Regions from separate parts of the Sus scrofa genome. Here region 1 is linked to region 2. The links are chromatin contacts, called in public promoter capture Hi-C maps. All regions are on one chromosome and are shown on one strand. The core of a region is the stretch at or near the end of the contact, and the rest is flanking DNA. Distances in the headings are between cores, read along the strand shown. Region 1 holds the start of USP3 (ubiquitin carboxyl-terminal hydrolase 3). Region 2 holds the start of ZNF609 (zinc finger protein 609).

Region 1 (7,056 bases), core at 1,134-3,633, 930 kb after region 2:
GATGCTATCTTACCCTCTGGACAGAAATCACCCCTCCCTTAGGGCTAGAGGTATAACTCTGTTCTTTTTTTTTTTTTTTTAATCAGCAGAAGCCTCTTAGTTATGCTCTATTTTAACTTAAGTTCCTCAAGAGATACTCAATTTTCTGCATCTCTTTTCCACAGTCAAGTGGACACCCTGACTAACAAAGGCAAGACTGACTCACAACAGGATATCTGCCACTTGCATAAACTCTTTTCCTTTTTTTAGATACATGTGCCCAATGAGGCCATTTTAAAATTTGATGTGATTTTACCTAGAAAAAGCCAAAAGCATGCTGTCTGCTTGTAACCCTATAGTTACCACAGGTGAGCAAGGAGTAATTTCATCATTCTTCATGAGGTATGCTTTTCCTAGTGTTTACTTTGATTTTTTTTTTCACATCTCTTTTGGGGGGAAAAAAAAGTTACACTTATAGCACCACAGCTATAACTACAATTATAGCTAATGCACTACCAAGCAATTTGTAAAGCAATTTGATACACCTTATTTGTTGTTTCATACTCAACATTCACTGTAAAAGAAACATTCTTAGGTAAGTTTCTGCACCCTCATAAAAGAACTGCAACACTGCACTGTAAAACAAATTAACCAGTTAATAATCTTTATAGGCTTCATGCAGAAAAAGATACTGACTTTACAAAGCCAAGCCAAGCATCCAACCTCTGAGAGCTCAAGGAAACCGCAGTTATTTCTATTCCTTATCCTAGAATGAATTTTTCTTTGCGGCATTACCTGAGTTTTTCTCCAAGGAAATATTCACCCTTTAAAAAGTAACCTGTCAAAAGTGTTAGTGCATTCTCTAAACTATCTTCCCAGCTCCGGCACACAAGGAGAAATGTCACACAGCTAAATCGTACGTAGCATTGCTATTTTCTTCCCTTTATTTATTCAAACGAATTTAAGATTTTTGAAATGCACAATTCAAATTTTACACTACAACCCAAGCTATCATTGATCCTCTCAAAGCTAATAAACAAAGACTATCAGCAGCACCAGGGCCCTACCAGGAAGTAATCAAAGCAGTGTGGCCGGTGCGATCCTAAGTCTCTAGAGCAGACAATAAGGGGGTACTGGGGCTTCGAAGGGGCCTGGCAGAAGGAGTTAAGAAGCTTAAGCAATGCAAAAGCATTACATAAACCTAATAACTGTCCTACAGCACAAAAACTCGGAAATCCCAAGGCAATTTCGGACAATCCGAAAGATATGAAAGACAACTCGAGCTACCCCTCCAAAGCAGCTGCTCGATTAGCCTTCTCAGCTTTTTAACCAGCAGCCTGTTTTCAAACTTCACCCTTTCTGGCTGATGAAAGACTCCGACCTTCGCCGCCTGAGTACTCAGCACCTCTCCGGGTCCCGGTTCCCGCCGGTCGGCGTGGGTCGGGTCGCGGGTGCATGGGGGGCCCAGGCAGGTAGCGAAGGGCCCCAGAGCGCGCCCCGCAGCCTGGACAAAGCTGCGCCCCGAGAGCAACGCTTTTGCCGTCCCGTCAAGGAGGGGACGAAACTCGGGCCCCGCCACACGTGCGGCCGCCTTGTGGGGGCCGGACACCCGCCCCCGCCGCCCCCGACCCGGGGACACGGGCCAGCGCAGCCCCCGATCACAGCAGGGCTGCGCGGGGGCGCGAGCCGCTGACCAAGGTCCCCGCTCGCTGCCGCCCCCACGCGCTCGTGGGCCCCGCGGGCTCCCGCCCCTCACGGGCCTCTCCTTTGCCGGCCGGACCGTCGGGCCCCGGGAAACAAAGGAGCTGCCGCCGCCGCTCCGCCTGCCGCCGCACCACCCGCCTCGCCGCGTACCCCTCCCCAGCCGCCGAGCCCCGCTCGCCCTCACCCCTTCCCAAGTCCGCGCGCCGGCCGCCAGCGGCCCCTAGACGGCAGGCCCCACAGAGCCGGGGCCTCGGGTGCGCTTCAGGGCCGCCTGGGGCCGCACTCACCGCTGCAGCACCAGGACGACGGGGAGCCGTTGGGGAACTTGGCTGAGTCCGGAGCGATGCAGACGCTGGAGCTGAGGTGCGGACACTCCATGGCCACCCGGAGAGCGGCGAGAAGGACGGAGGCTCCGGGACCCGGCGAGGTGGGGGGCGGAGGGACTAAGAAGGATCCGTCTGGGGTCGCTCCTCGCCGGGCGCTCGGCAGACGGCAGCTGAGTCCCGAGCCCTTGCGTCAAAGAAAGCAAAAGCTTCCGGGAGCCGGGTTTTCCCGCCCGCCGTCTCCTGAGGCCCGGCTCCGGAAAACGTGGTACTCCGGAATCCGGGTTCTGCCGCCACCCCTAGGCTGGGGGCTTCCGTCTTCCCAGGCTGGCCCCGCCCTGCCCCGGGCAGGCCCCGCCTCCAAGCCCAGCCCCGCCCCCGTCCTCTCCCGCGGGGTGGGGGTCCCCGCGCTCGCAGGCGGGTCGCCCAGGGTCTGGCTGCACTCGGAAGTGACTTTCCCAACTCTGTTGGCCGGGACTGCCGCGGCTTCCCCGCCCCTGGAAGGGTGGGGCGCTAAACCAGGGCACACAGGGCCAGTCCGCCGCTTTTACCGCGGCCGGGCGAGCGCTCACAAAGAGTGCTTCTGCGTTGTGTGTGGTGGACTGGCTACAGCGCGGTAGAAAATCTGACCACACAAAAAAAATGTGAAGAAAATAAAAACCACCTGGGCAGACAGGCTCTGTGGCCCCATTTTTACACAGGAAGACACAAGCTTAGATTAAGGGCCTAGACCCACCGGGGTGCATAGGTCCCAGAGCAGTGCTAGTTTAGTGTTCTGCTCCCTTCGGCAGGTGCGATAGTGATCGAGTTCCAGTTTTTGAACACGTGACCTTAGCCAGCCACCTGGGTGCTGAGTGGCTGGTCCCGCGTGGGCACTCATGAACCTGTGTTCAACCCCTGTCACAGTGACTCACCATCTCCGTTACTTTGAGCAGACGATCGGACATTCATACCTCACCCTCAGTGTAAATTTAAGTGAGATAGTTTTAACCTGCGTTTGCTGAGAGCGCGGTCACTGTTACCAGGTGACGAAAAGAGAAGGGACCTAACAATTGTTAAACACCCACTGCTGCCTCCTAACCAGGCACTTTACAAATAATACCTCATTTAAACCTCGCACCATCACGCCAGCAGCTGTTACCATCCCCCTTTTTACCGTTAATCCGTACTAGGATTGGCTCCCAGGCACTCTGATCTCTTTGTGGAAAAAGGATAGGGCCAGCCTCTGGGGCAGGGGTTACGCCCTAGCGAGGCTGCGATCTTTGTGGGGGCACTGCCTTGGGGATGTCTGGGGCTATTACAAACATTGCCTCAAAGTTGGGGCTCCTTGTAAAACCCGGCGAAGGAGCAACAGGGCCAGGAGGCAGGGAGGGGGAGGGGAAGGCTGATGTGGCAATCCCTCGGGCCGGGTGAGAGGAGGAAGGAAGGTCAGGAAATGATTAACCGGGCCAGGCCGGGTAGTGGTTAGAGCAGAGCACCTCCCCACAGGGCAGTCCTGCAACAGTCCAGGAGTGCCCTCTCAGTCACTTCCCACGCTTCGCCATCCCCCACACTACCCGCCACCACTTGGTTTCTGCCGCGCACTCCTCTGCCTAACGGTGTCCATTCACCTGCGGCATCTCTGTTGACCCTTCCTTACTCTCCCCCCATTCTTTCCCCCCCAGTATTTCCCATTCCTCGGTCAACACTCTTTGGTTGCCTCCCAAGTTTTGACTGCTGTTAGAGCAAGCCATCTTGAGGTTTTATGGCAGTGCCGAATTGTGGAAAGTGCGGCTGCTCAAATCCTAGCTCTGCTGCCTACTTGAGGACCAACTTTAGCCAGTGTTTCTAGTCTTTCCAAGCCCTTTATGTCTATAAAACTGAGAAAACAATGCTTATCTCCAAAGGAAGACGTGAGAATTCACAAGACTTGCCACCCCCAGTAGGAAGTCAATAATTTATAGCCCCCCTTTTTTTTAATGACAGCAAGTGAGAATAATTCCTAGGAAGGGGGAGTATAAACAATAGATGTGCCCTCTGCTCAGGCTCTCCAGCCCTCTCCTATCAACTGATTCTTTTTCAAAGCCTGTCTGGATCAACCTGTTTCCCTCTGGACAGCTACCCCCGATTATCATCCATGCTCCTTCTTTTAGCCATGGAACTGACTCACCAGGGTCTTTCATCCTGGCGTGTAATGCTACTTTTTTCACCCTCAAAAGGACTCAGTTTCCTTATCATCTAGACCTCAGCTTGAACATCACTTCCTCAGGGAGTCCTTTCCCGACCCTGCCCCACCTTCAGGTTACCTCCAGGTGTGTGATGCCCTTGTGTGCCCCACACTCTGCCTTTTAAAAACACTCTTCAGCAGCATAATTATTTGTTTAATGTCTGTCTTCCCCTTGGAGGTCCATAAGGGTAGCAAACAAGTCTGTCTGGTTTCCTGCTCTATTCCTAACATAACATGTGGAACACAGAGGGCGTCCAATAAATAAGTGCTCATCATGAATGCGTGATCGATTAGCAATGTCTACCATGGGCAGGAGTTTAGTAAGTGGCCCAACAATATGCCAGGTAGTTGGCCCCCTCTTCCTCTTTGCTGTGATCTCTAAATTTCCCTTAAGCTCAGATTTTATCATTGTCATGACATCAGGAATGTGAGAACACTTTGTAAGGTGTAAACTGTTGGGGGGGGGGGAGAAAGAGAAAGAAGTTTTAGAGTCTTCTCTCCCTAACTAGAATAAGCCCCCTCTGAGCAGGAGTCCTAACTCAGTTGTCCCTGACTGCTATAGACCGCAGAGGACGAACTATGACTATCAGGCAATTCAGAGAACCTGGACAAAATCAGAAGGCCTCCTGAGACTTTTACTAGATTTACCGAAAACGTTTCTGTCTCTGCAAGTTTTCATAATAATAAAAATTTTTAAAAATCCCCCCCCCAAAAAAAAACCTCGTGGTGAATAAATGTGTCAAACAGAGGAAGACCACACTGTGCAATCTGCTTTTTTAGTCCCTCGTTTCTTCGGTTACGTTTAATACTACGTTCGCTTTTTGGTTCTTGGCCCGCATCCCTTTGGCGCTGAGAAGCCGCTGGCCTCTGGGAGTCCCCGCCCAGCCCTCCGCTCGGGAGCCCCCGGGGGGCGGGGACCCGGGAGGAGGGCTGCTCTTGCCAGCAGCCGCGGCAAATTTTAAGTGTTTGCATTTTTCAGAGGAGAGGAATGCACAGTTTCAACCATACTATCAAATGTTTCTCTTCTAAAGGGGGGAGGGTTGAGCACCGATGGGGGGGCGCAAGGCGAGGTCCTATGTTGCCGAGGGAACCATCATCAGGAAGGGTCTCAAGGGTGCTGGGACCTTCCCCTAACTTTGAGACTTCAGACTTCTGTCGGAATGGGTGTTTCCAAGCAAGGAATACCAGCTGACCAGGCCCTGGGGAAGAAGTCTTACTGGAAACACCCGGAGAGCTAGGTTAATTATTTACCTTGGAGATTTTTCTAGGATCAAAACCTCCTTGGAAAACCAAAGTTAGGTCAAGAGGAGGGTTGGTCAGTATTCAGAAGGAGGGGGAGAGGGTGAGAAGCAGCTGCTCAGGGACTATTTTATCACCTTGTTTAATTTTCCAAGAGGCACTTATCCCATACTTCCGTGCTTGTTTACCTGTTTATCTATTGTCAGTCTCCTCATGAAAACAGACCTTGATGGTCCTGCTCATTGCCTGATTCCCAGCTCCTGGAATTCAGCCTAGTGCATGGCAGGTCCTCAGTAACTATTTGTTAAATGAATGATGGGGCTGTGTGTGGGCTTCAGCCAGCCAGCCCTTCCTGGCTGTCATTGTCTCAGCTCTTTTCATTCACCCCTTTCGCATTATCAGTCTGCCCCAAATTCTTCAGTGACTTCCCATGTATGGCAAGATAAAATTGGATAGCCACTGCCATCACAGTCACCTGTCCCTTCTCTTTTGTTAAAGGTTCTCAAGAAAAAAACAAAAAAAAAAACAAAACAAAAAAAACTGTTCCAGCAATATCTAAAATAGCTCCCTCATTATAGAAAATGTGCTTCCTCACACCTCTGTGTCCTCCCCCACCTCTTTCCCTTCTACCTGGTCAGCTCTGACTCCTTCCCAATGAAGCATATAGTCTCCTCGGGGAAGCCCTCCCATCACTCACCTAAGCGGACATCTAAGCCTTTCCCCTACACCATCACTCATTCTGTCCCTGAAACTTGTCACATGGTGCTGGTTTTTTCTTTATGTTTGGTCTCCCTGGGGAGCAGATGCTTTTCTTTTCATCTGTGGATCCTAGGCACTGAGTTCAACAATTTGAGATGTTAGAAAAAGGTTATTATTTGTTGATTGAATGTGGTTGGAAGTGCCCCCTTTCAAGAGCTATCATATCAATGATTGTGTGTAATATTCCCCTAGGTATTCATAGAAGGAGTCTGCAAGAGGAAAAGTTTACATTTAGTGGGTCCCAACTAGGTGCCAGATATATACCAAGTGGTTTTCATTTCTTATTTAACCCCCACAAAAAATCTGAGATGTGGGTATTATCATTTCCTTTTTTACTGATGAAAGAGCTAAAGCTCAAAGAAAGTTTAAATCATTACACAAATTTACACAATTACTAATTGCTCTTTTATCAGAGGTATTTGAGTTTCACCCATGACACACATGGTCAGCTAAATAATTTTGCAGTGTTTTATGGGGGCATTTGAAGTTCCTAATAATGAAGAAAGCCTTGGGACCACAGGACACAGAAGAGCCTTCTGAATAACTAAAGAAAGGATCATTTGTGTTAGGTACCTTTGCAATAATCCTTGTGTCATCAACCTCTTAATTTGTATTTCTTTTTTTGTATTGCCTTTAATGCTTTTTTATCATTGAAATGTGAACCTTACAGCACTTTTATGAAGGAGATGATGTTTTCTTGTTTAAAGACCTACTTTGCAGCTAAAACCCTGACCAAACTAAATGGCTCTAGCATCAAATAACCCTTTGACCAGTGAAGGAGTCACTTTTCTCTCTGTGCCCCAGTCTCTCATTTGTAAAATCACAAAGGGCAACCCCCTGGCCCTT
Region 2 (7,529 bases), core at 3,744-6,243:
AGAGCCTTCACTTCACTTGGAAAACTCTAAAACAGTTAATATCACTTCCTTCCTGTCAGTCAACTGTTAATTAATACCCTGTGAATTCAACTAGACTCTGTGTGTGTGTGTTTCAATAGAAGGAGCACAGCTTGTCAGACTAATACAGAAAATGACTAGAGGACACTAAAAAAGTCACAAAATAAACACCAAGTTACTCATCTATAAATTTTAGGCTCTTCAGCACTGTCATGGCAGGAACATGTGAAAGAAAAATAAAATCACATTTATGAAAGAGGATGATGATAACCTAGAAGAAATCTGGGAAACTGAAGAAAACCTCAAAATATAAAGTCGGAGTTCCCGTCGTGGCGCAGTGGTTAACGAATCCGACTAGGAACCATGAGGTGGCGGTTCGATCCCTGCCCTTGCTCAGTGGGTTAACGATCCGGCGTTGCCGTGAGCTGTGGTGTAGGTTGCAGACGCGGCTCGGATCCCGCGTTGCTGTGGCTCTGGTGTAGGCCGGTGGCTACAGCTCCAATTAGACCCCTAGCCTGGGAACCTCCATATGCCGCGGGAGCGGCCCAAGAAATAGCAAAAAGCCAAAAAAAAAAAAAAATAAAAATAAAGTCCTCCTCCAAGGTATAGGAAATGCTATACTTATTTTTAAGATAAATATTTAGTTGAGATACTTCCTTACCATGACTTGGCCCTCTGATGATGATTTGATTCTAAAAGTGATGTTAATCTCAAAGCCAGAAAAAAAGCTATAAAGGTGCTGGGAGAAACTAAAAATGGAATAAAACAAACAACAGAATAAATGCAAACTTCATGTGGAGAATTACATTCATAAAATAAAAACACATGCAAATGTCTTGAGTAAGGCATGTGAGGTAGACTTAATACGAAAAGTCAATTACATCCTTTGCTTAAAACCTGCTGGGTATCCTCCCAGTGGGCTAAATCTTTTTCACCACACTAAAAGCAAAGAATTTTCTCCTTCCCATTTCCCTCTAATAAACAAGAGCTAAAAACACTGAATTGCCATTATTTCCTTCCCATTCATAGGGCATAAAGCCAGAACTCACAGAAACACAATAGGGCCATCTAGGACCATATCTAAGGCATGCTAGTCAGTAATCTAAAAGAAACACAGAGAAGGAAGAATCTCTCTTCTCTATTCCATTATCTTCTCACTAACAGACCAGTATCAGGCATTAAGAAATGTGAAACAAAGAGGAATTTCACACATATGAACCAAACCTAAACCATGGAAGACCAAGTATTTTCTTGTCACTGTGGCATGTGATTCTTTAACCACCTGCTTAATAATCCCTCTTCAGCTGCACAGCTGCTGCCAATTGAACATGCCCAGCTAGGCAGGTGCTTTGGTGAATTACCTGTTCCCTAGTGAAAAGAGTCCTTCACTGACACTAAGTGGGCACAGAACCTACCAATCAGCATCGCCTATCTTCATTTTGTCTGTCATAGCCAACTTTTATGAAAGATATCATGAAAGCATATTTAGTACACTATGATTTTGTATCTTGGGGGGTTTTGTTTTTTAAGGAAACTGATTTTTAAAAATCAAGCTGAAGTGAGAATTTAGCTGCTTAAAAGAAAACTTGCAACACAACATAAGGCTGCCTCATCTCAGAGTGGCCCCATCTGTCTGGCAGTATTCCCATCCATGACCAGTTTTCCACAAGGGAAATAACAATTGCTTTGCTACCTTTGGAGCAGGAGAAAGTGGCACTAGAAGGTTCTGGCAGTAAGGAGAGAGAGAGCAGAGTGAGAACTTTGGGAGACTACACATCATTCCTGTACTCGTTAAGTCGCCACCACTGAGACCAGGCAGTAGTGTTCTGAGTCAAATAAGTAAGGAGTGGCACTTCCACTTGACAGAGCAATCAGTAAACCCCTCAACAAATTATCCTGTTCCAGTCATTTAGTTGCTATATGCTAATTGCAACGTAATTACTACCAGGAGCCCAAATTATGCTTCCATATCCTCACACAAAATAAGCACTAATCTGTCCAGCTATCTAGACCTCTCACAAGGAAACATTTTCTAACAAGAAGGTGGGCGGGGAGGGAGATCCAAAGTGCCCTCTGAAAGATGGTCACAATCAGAAAACTCATAAGACTCCTTGTGGCAAGGGCCCAACTCTGAAACCACTAAATCTAATCAGGGCAAATTTAATCTGAGGCTTCTGCCTTCACTATCACCTGACAGGATTCAGAAATGAATGCCAACAGCCCCAGAGCAAAAAGCTTTGGACTCGGTTTAGCTGAGACTTCACCCAGAGACCTAGGACACATAGTTGAAAGCAATCTAAAGAGAGACAACACCTCCAGTAGGACCTTAAGACAGTTCTGCCATCAAGAAATATAAAGGTCAGAATAGCGTGTTCCTTCCTAACAAAGTCCAACACCTAAGTGGCAAACCATCACTTTTAAGAAATTCACAGAAATAAAAAGAAAAGGAAGCAACATGGTCAGACACAGGGCCTCAGAAAGACCTTTGCCACAACCAAAGGCTAAAAGTTCCTCTTCCACAATACCCTATAGGAAATGGTTGGCTACTGTGTACAGTGTACATTGTGTGCAACTGCCCTCTCACAAAGAGCTTGCTTTCTAATCTCTTTATTTTTTTATTTCATTGTATATTTTTCTGGGCCCACCTGCTGGGGCTATGGAGTTCCCAGGCCAGGGATCGAATCTGAGCTGCAGCTGTGACCTACATCACAGCTGCAGCAATGCTGGATCCTTAACCCACCACGCAGGGCCAAAAATTGAACCCACACCTCAGCAGCAACAACACTGGGTCCTTAACCGGCTATACCACAGCAGGAACTCCTCTAATCTCTTTTTAAAGACGTTTTCTTTAATGTCCTAAATGGAAACCCCATTTCCAGTTCCAAATAATTCTTTACCCAAATAATAGTATCTAAATACTATTTGAACAATTCTACAAGATATATGCAAGGATAAGTTTCCTTCTAGCTTGTTCTCATCCTTCTCTCATTAATAACTCCCAAGACCACAATTGATTTTTTTTTTCATGTTCATCTCTCTGGCAATTTTTTCTCAAACACGGAAGCACATATGGACTTTCTTGCACAATGAGTAAGTCAAGTCCTTTCATCAGAATTAAAATAAAGATTAAAAGGAAAGTTGTTTTGTTTCCACAGCCCTTGCCCAGATAGGCAAATTCTGTGGCTTTTTTGTTGTGCAATTTTTCTGAGCAGGAAGTCACCATTAAAAAGGTACTTGGTCCTTGGCTCCCTATCTTAACCGTGCACAGGGTTTTAGTGGTATTCCTAAACAAATAAACAAAAATCAAAACAAAAACATGAGTGTCCCATTTCTATAAAAAGAATTAAACATGCTGGCTCAAACAAGAGTAAAACCCTCCCCTTGGAGTCTTCTTTAAAGGTCTGACACAAACACGAGGGGTGAGTCCCCTAGCCACTATTCCTGCACAACTTAGTACAGGCCAGCCAAAGAGGCAGGCACAACATGGCTGGCATTCCCTATTCTTCTGAAAAATGTGTGCCAATGAGCTGTGCATTGTTCCTCACTCAAAAAGAAGAGCCTTTCTGTCTGGCCTCCTCCAATGGCAAGCCCCAGTCTGGAAAAGGAAGAAAATGGCACTGAGGAGCCTGGGAGATGGAGCATATCCAAAGCTCTCAGACAAGACTTGAACCTATGACCTTCACTGTGTACACAATAGGCGGGTGAGAGGGACGGGTTTATCTCTGCAGCAGCAGTTCTCAGCCCTGGGGTAGCACTCCCGATAAAATGACATGACTATTGTGTGTGGCAGCAGAACAGTCATCTCCTCACAACAGCCTAAACCAGCACTCCCTCCCCCAAGACAAAGCAGCAGGGGTGAAATTAACTCAAGGCTGCAGAGCAAAGCCTAATACAGAAAAGAGAGGCCTGTGGGGGATTGGGGACTCTCCTCAACCCCTGGGGCTCTGGACACATGGCTGGAAACAGACAGGCTTTCTCCCCCATCTTTCCCACTCTCATTTAGGTAGGAAGCTGTTTCTTAGAGAATTTAATCATCTGTGATTTGTTCAGAAATATTCCCCCTGAAGGGCTATGATCTCTCCACCCTGTGTGAGCCTAATTCCTAGAAGCTGAAATGACTGTTTGCTGCTGCCTGTTTCACAAACACACATTAATTGGTCAGATGTGTCTCCTCCTCCTCAACCCCAGAGGGAGGAAGGAGAATCTGAGCAAAGCACAGAGATGATCCAACCGTAATTACACATAAAGGGAAAAGAGGGCAGCATGGGTTTTCCAAACAGGACAGGGTCACAAACCCTCCCGAGGGTACAAGGATAGTAGTTTAAGGGCCAGGCCTAGGGATCCCTCCATCTTGAAGAAAAGGACAGGAGTAAATGTGACCTGAAGACTACAAGGAGCACACACCCACAAGCTACTTACTGCACGCCCCCAGCCACCTTGCTCCCCCCTCCTGGGCCACGCACACGTCCTGCTCCCAGCCCTTCGCCCTGAACCCCCCTAACTCCCTGACTAGCTCCAGTCACCCTGGGCCCCCCGCAAGATACCAGACTGGCCTCTAAAACTCTCTGGCCTGTCCTTACAACCTGGCCAGACTCTAATCCCTCTCGGGTACCCCTACCCTCAGCGTGAACCGGCCTGGCCACGCTTTGAACTTCACCCCAATCCCCTCGACTCCCCCCTCCCCCACCCACGCAACGACCCCCCCCCACCCCGCCATACACACCTTCTCCTCGCTCCGCCCCGGCCCCCAACCCCCACTTCCTCCGTCAGGCGCCGCTGCCCCCGGCCCCCTCAGCGCCGCCGCCTCACTCCTCCCCCAGCCCCAGCTCCACACAAAGCTCGGGACTCACCGCGCGACCGGTCCCGGGAGCCGCCACCTCCGCCCGCCCGGGCCCCGGGCCGTAGAGCCGCCGCTGCTACGGGGCCCAGGCCGCCATCCGTTCCCGCGGCCCCTCCCCCCTCCCCACCCCGCCTCGGCCGGCTCTCCGCCCCCTCCTCGCGCCGCTCCGCCCCGCCCGCCGGTGCCGCTGTTCCGGGGCCGCGGGTCCCTCAGCCGCCGCCACCGCCGCCGCCGCCGCGATCCGGGACAACCAGGGCCGCCCGGAAGACCCGGACACTGGATTATCGGGCCCTCGGATCCGGATTCCGGGCTGGTGTGGAGTCTGGAGCGGTAGAGCGCAGGGGAAACCCGGAACCTGGATGGCGGAGCCAAATCCTGGGTCTCGGAACGCGCGGTCACACGGAGCCCGGATTAGAGACTCGGAGCCAGGATTAGAGACGCGTAGCTCTGGGAATGCTGGAAAACCCGGCCGGTCGGTTAAAACAGAGATAAACTCGAAGAAGCCTGGATGGGAGAGCTCGAACCTAACGCTCTCTCCTCGTGGAAAGAACTCTCGGTGGCCAGACTTCCTCGCAGAGAGGTCTCTGGGGAAGTATCGCACCTTAAATACAGAAGACACCAATTCTGTAAGTGTCCAACCGTGGGGAGAGAAAGAGCCATAAGGGGTGTGAATGTGAACATCTACAAAGAACAGAAGGGCAAACACAGCTCATGGTGGTTTCATCCATTTTATCCGTTGTTTCAGCAAAGTATCAATCCCCTAATTTTTTATCCTTTGTCTTCCAATTTTTTTTTTTTAGGATTATCACTAGTTTTCTTGTTCAAGCACCCATTTCTCATCCTATACCCCTCTTCACCTCATCACCCCATATCACCAAATCCTGTTGATTTATATCACCTAAAAGTCCTATTGTTCTTTTCCAACCCACCATTCTATTTATGATTGTAACTTTTTCTTTCCTTATCTGCCATTCATCTGATTGCTCAGCACACTATCTAGTAGGCATTCAGTCCTTATTTAAGTGAACACTCCCACCCACCTCTCACTTATGAAACATATCATACTCTTCACCTCCTAAATCATCCACCCCCTTCTATAGCAAACAAATTTATCTTAATTCTCAAGTCTTAGCCTAAATTATATCCTTCCTGTGTCCTTGACCACCTTAGCTCTGCAGTTTTCATCTTTCCTTTTTCCACTATCCTGAGGCATCCTTCAACAGTGCCACTCAAAATAGTATGTTACTGGGTCATAAAATCCTTTCACTCTCCATCTCCACATACACATGCAAAAGCTGTGTGTGTGTGTGTGTGTATGTGTGCACGTGTGTGCACACCAGGGGGTGATGGCTAAAGATGAACGCTAGGCCTGTCTGATCTATGAAAAATAATCTCCCCTTGGCCCACCCATATTCAGCTTGTTCTAGGACAGTACAAAAACAAAACTGATGCCAGGTGACAGCAAACCTCTAATCTACACTGATGATATTACAAGTGAGGATTCAGCTACTTTCAGGTAGAGAAAGAGAAGGGCTTAGTGTTTTAGGCTTAGATATGACTTAATTAAGGGTTACCATTTAAGTAGTCATTTCCTACTAAAGAGCATGACTCTACCATTGTAGGAGACTGGACTACAAAAATAGGGAACAAAAGAAACATTCCTACAGCGAACTCTTATTTATTTTTGCTTTTCAGGGCTGCACCCGCAACATGTGGAAGTTCCCAGGCTATGGGTCAGATCAGAGCTGTAGCCACTGGCCTGTGCCACAGCCACAGCAACATGGGATCAGAGCCACATCTGCGACCTACACCACACCTCACAGCAACCCAGATCCCCAACCCACTGAGGGAGGCCAGGGATTGAACCCAAATCCTCATGGATTCATTTCCACTATGTCACAATGAAAACTCCTGAACTCTAATTTTTAGAGAGAAATTTCTCAAGCCTAGAAGAACCACTAAAAATCTTCAAGCAATTGACATCCTATACAGTAAAAGAACCTGACTTCCTGTTCCTCTAGGCTAGGGTTTGGGAAAATAGGGCCCACGGGTCAAATCAGGTGCAATGCCTGTTTTGGTATATCCCATGAACTAAAAATGGTTTTTACATTTTTGGATGGCTGAAAAATAACCAAAAGAAGACTATTTTGTGATGTGAACATTATGTGAAATTCAAATTTAAGTGCCCCAAAATAAAGTTTTATTGGCTAATAGCCATGTTCATTCATTTACACATTATCTATGGATTCATTTTGCTTGCACTGCAACAGCAGAGTTGAGTAGTTGCAATACGTACTGTATGGCCTGAAAAGCTTAAAATATTTGCTCTCTGTCCCTTTAGAGAAAAAGTGTGCTCATTCCAACTCCAAACAAGCCCTGTCTGATAGAACTTTTGCAATGATGGAAATATTCTATACTTGCACTGTTCATTTCAGAAGTCACTAACAACATGTAGCTATTTGAGCACTTAAAATATCATACTGTGACTGAAGAACTATAAATTCTTGATTTCACTTAATTTAAATAATCACATGCGGCTAGTGGCTACCATATTAGACAGTGCAGCTCTAGATGCTTTTCAAATCTTCCCCATTGACATTTTTTGCTGTTTTCTCAACATCTCACTCCCTTCCAGTGATACATCTATGCGTTCTCAGTCATCCTCCCTGCC

What was found. Promoter capture Hi-C pulls out the DNA fragments that hold promoters and counts their contacts.
Region 1: a contact with region 2 is called in a promoter capture Hi-C map of liver, with 2.6 times the contacts expected there. The contact joins the promoter of USP3 here to the promoter of ZNF609 in region 2. A contact is called at or near these places in 2 of 5 promoter capture datasets (fetal liver and liver) and 2 of 47 Hi-C or Micro-C datasets (both in liver).

What each region holds. Positions count from the first base shown.
Region 1 is chr1:108,513,228-108,520,283 of Sscrofa11.1, forward strand. It overlaps USP3 (ubiquitin carboxyl-terminal hydrolase 3), which reads right to left and starts at 2,384. Exons shown (of 16, transcript XM_021094102.1): 1 at 1,971-2,384.
Region 2 is chr1:107,578,354-107,585,882 of Sscrofa11.1, forward strand. ZNF609 (zinc finger protein 609) reads right to left here and starts at 4,994. Exons shown (of 9, transcript XR_002344510.1): 1 at 4,869-4,994.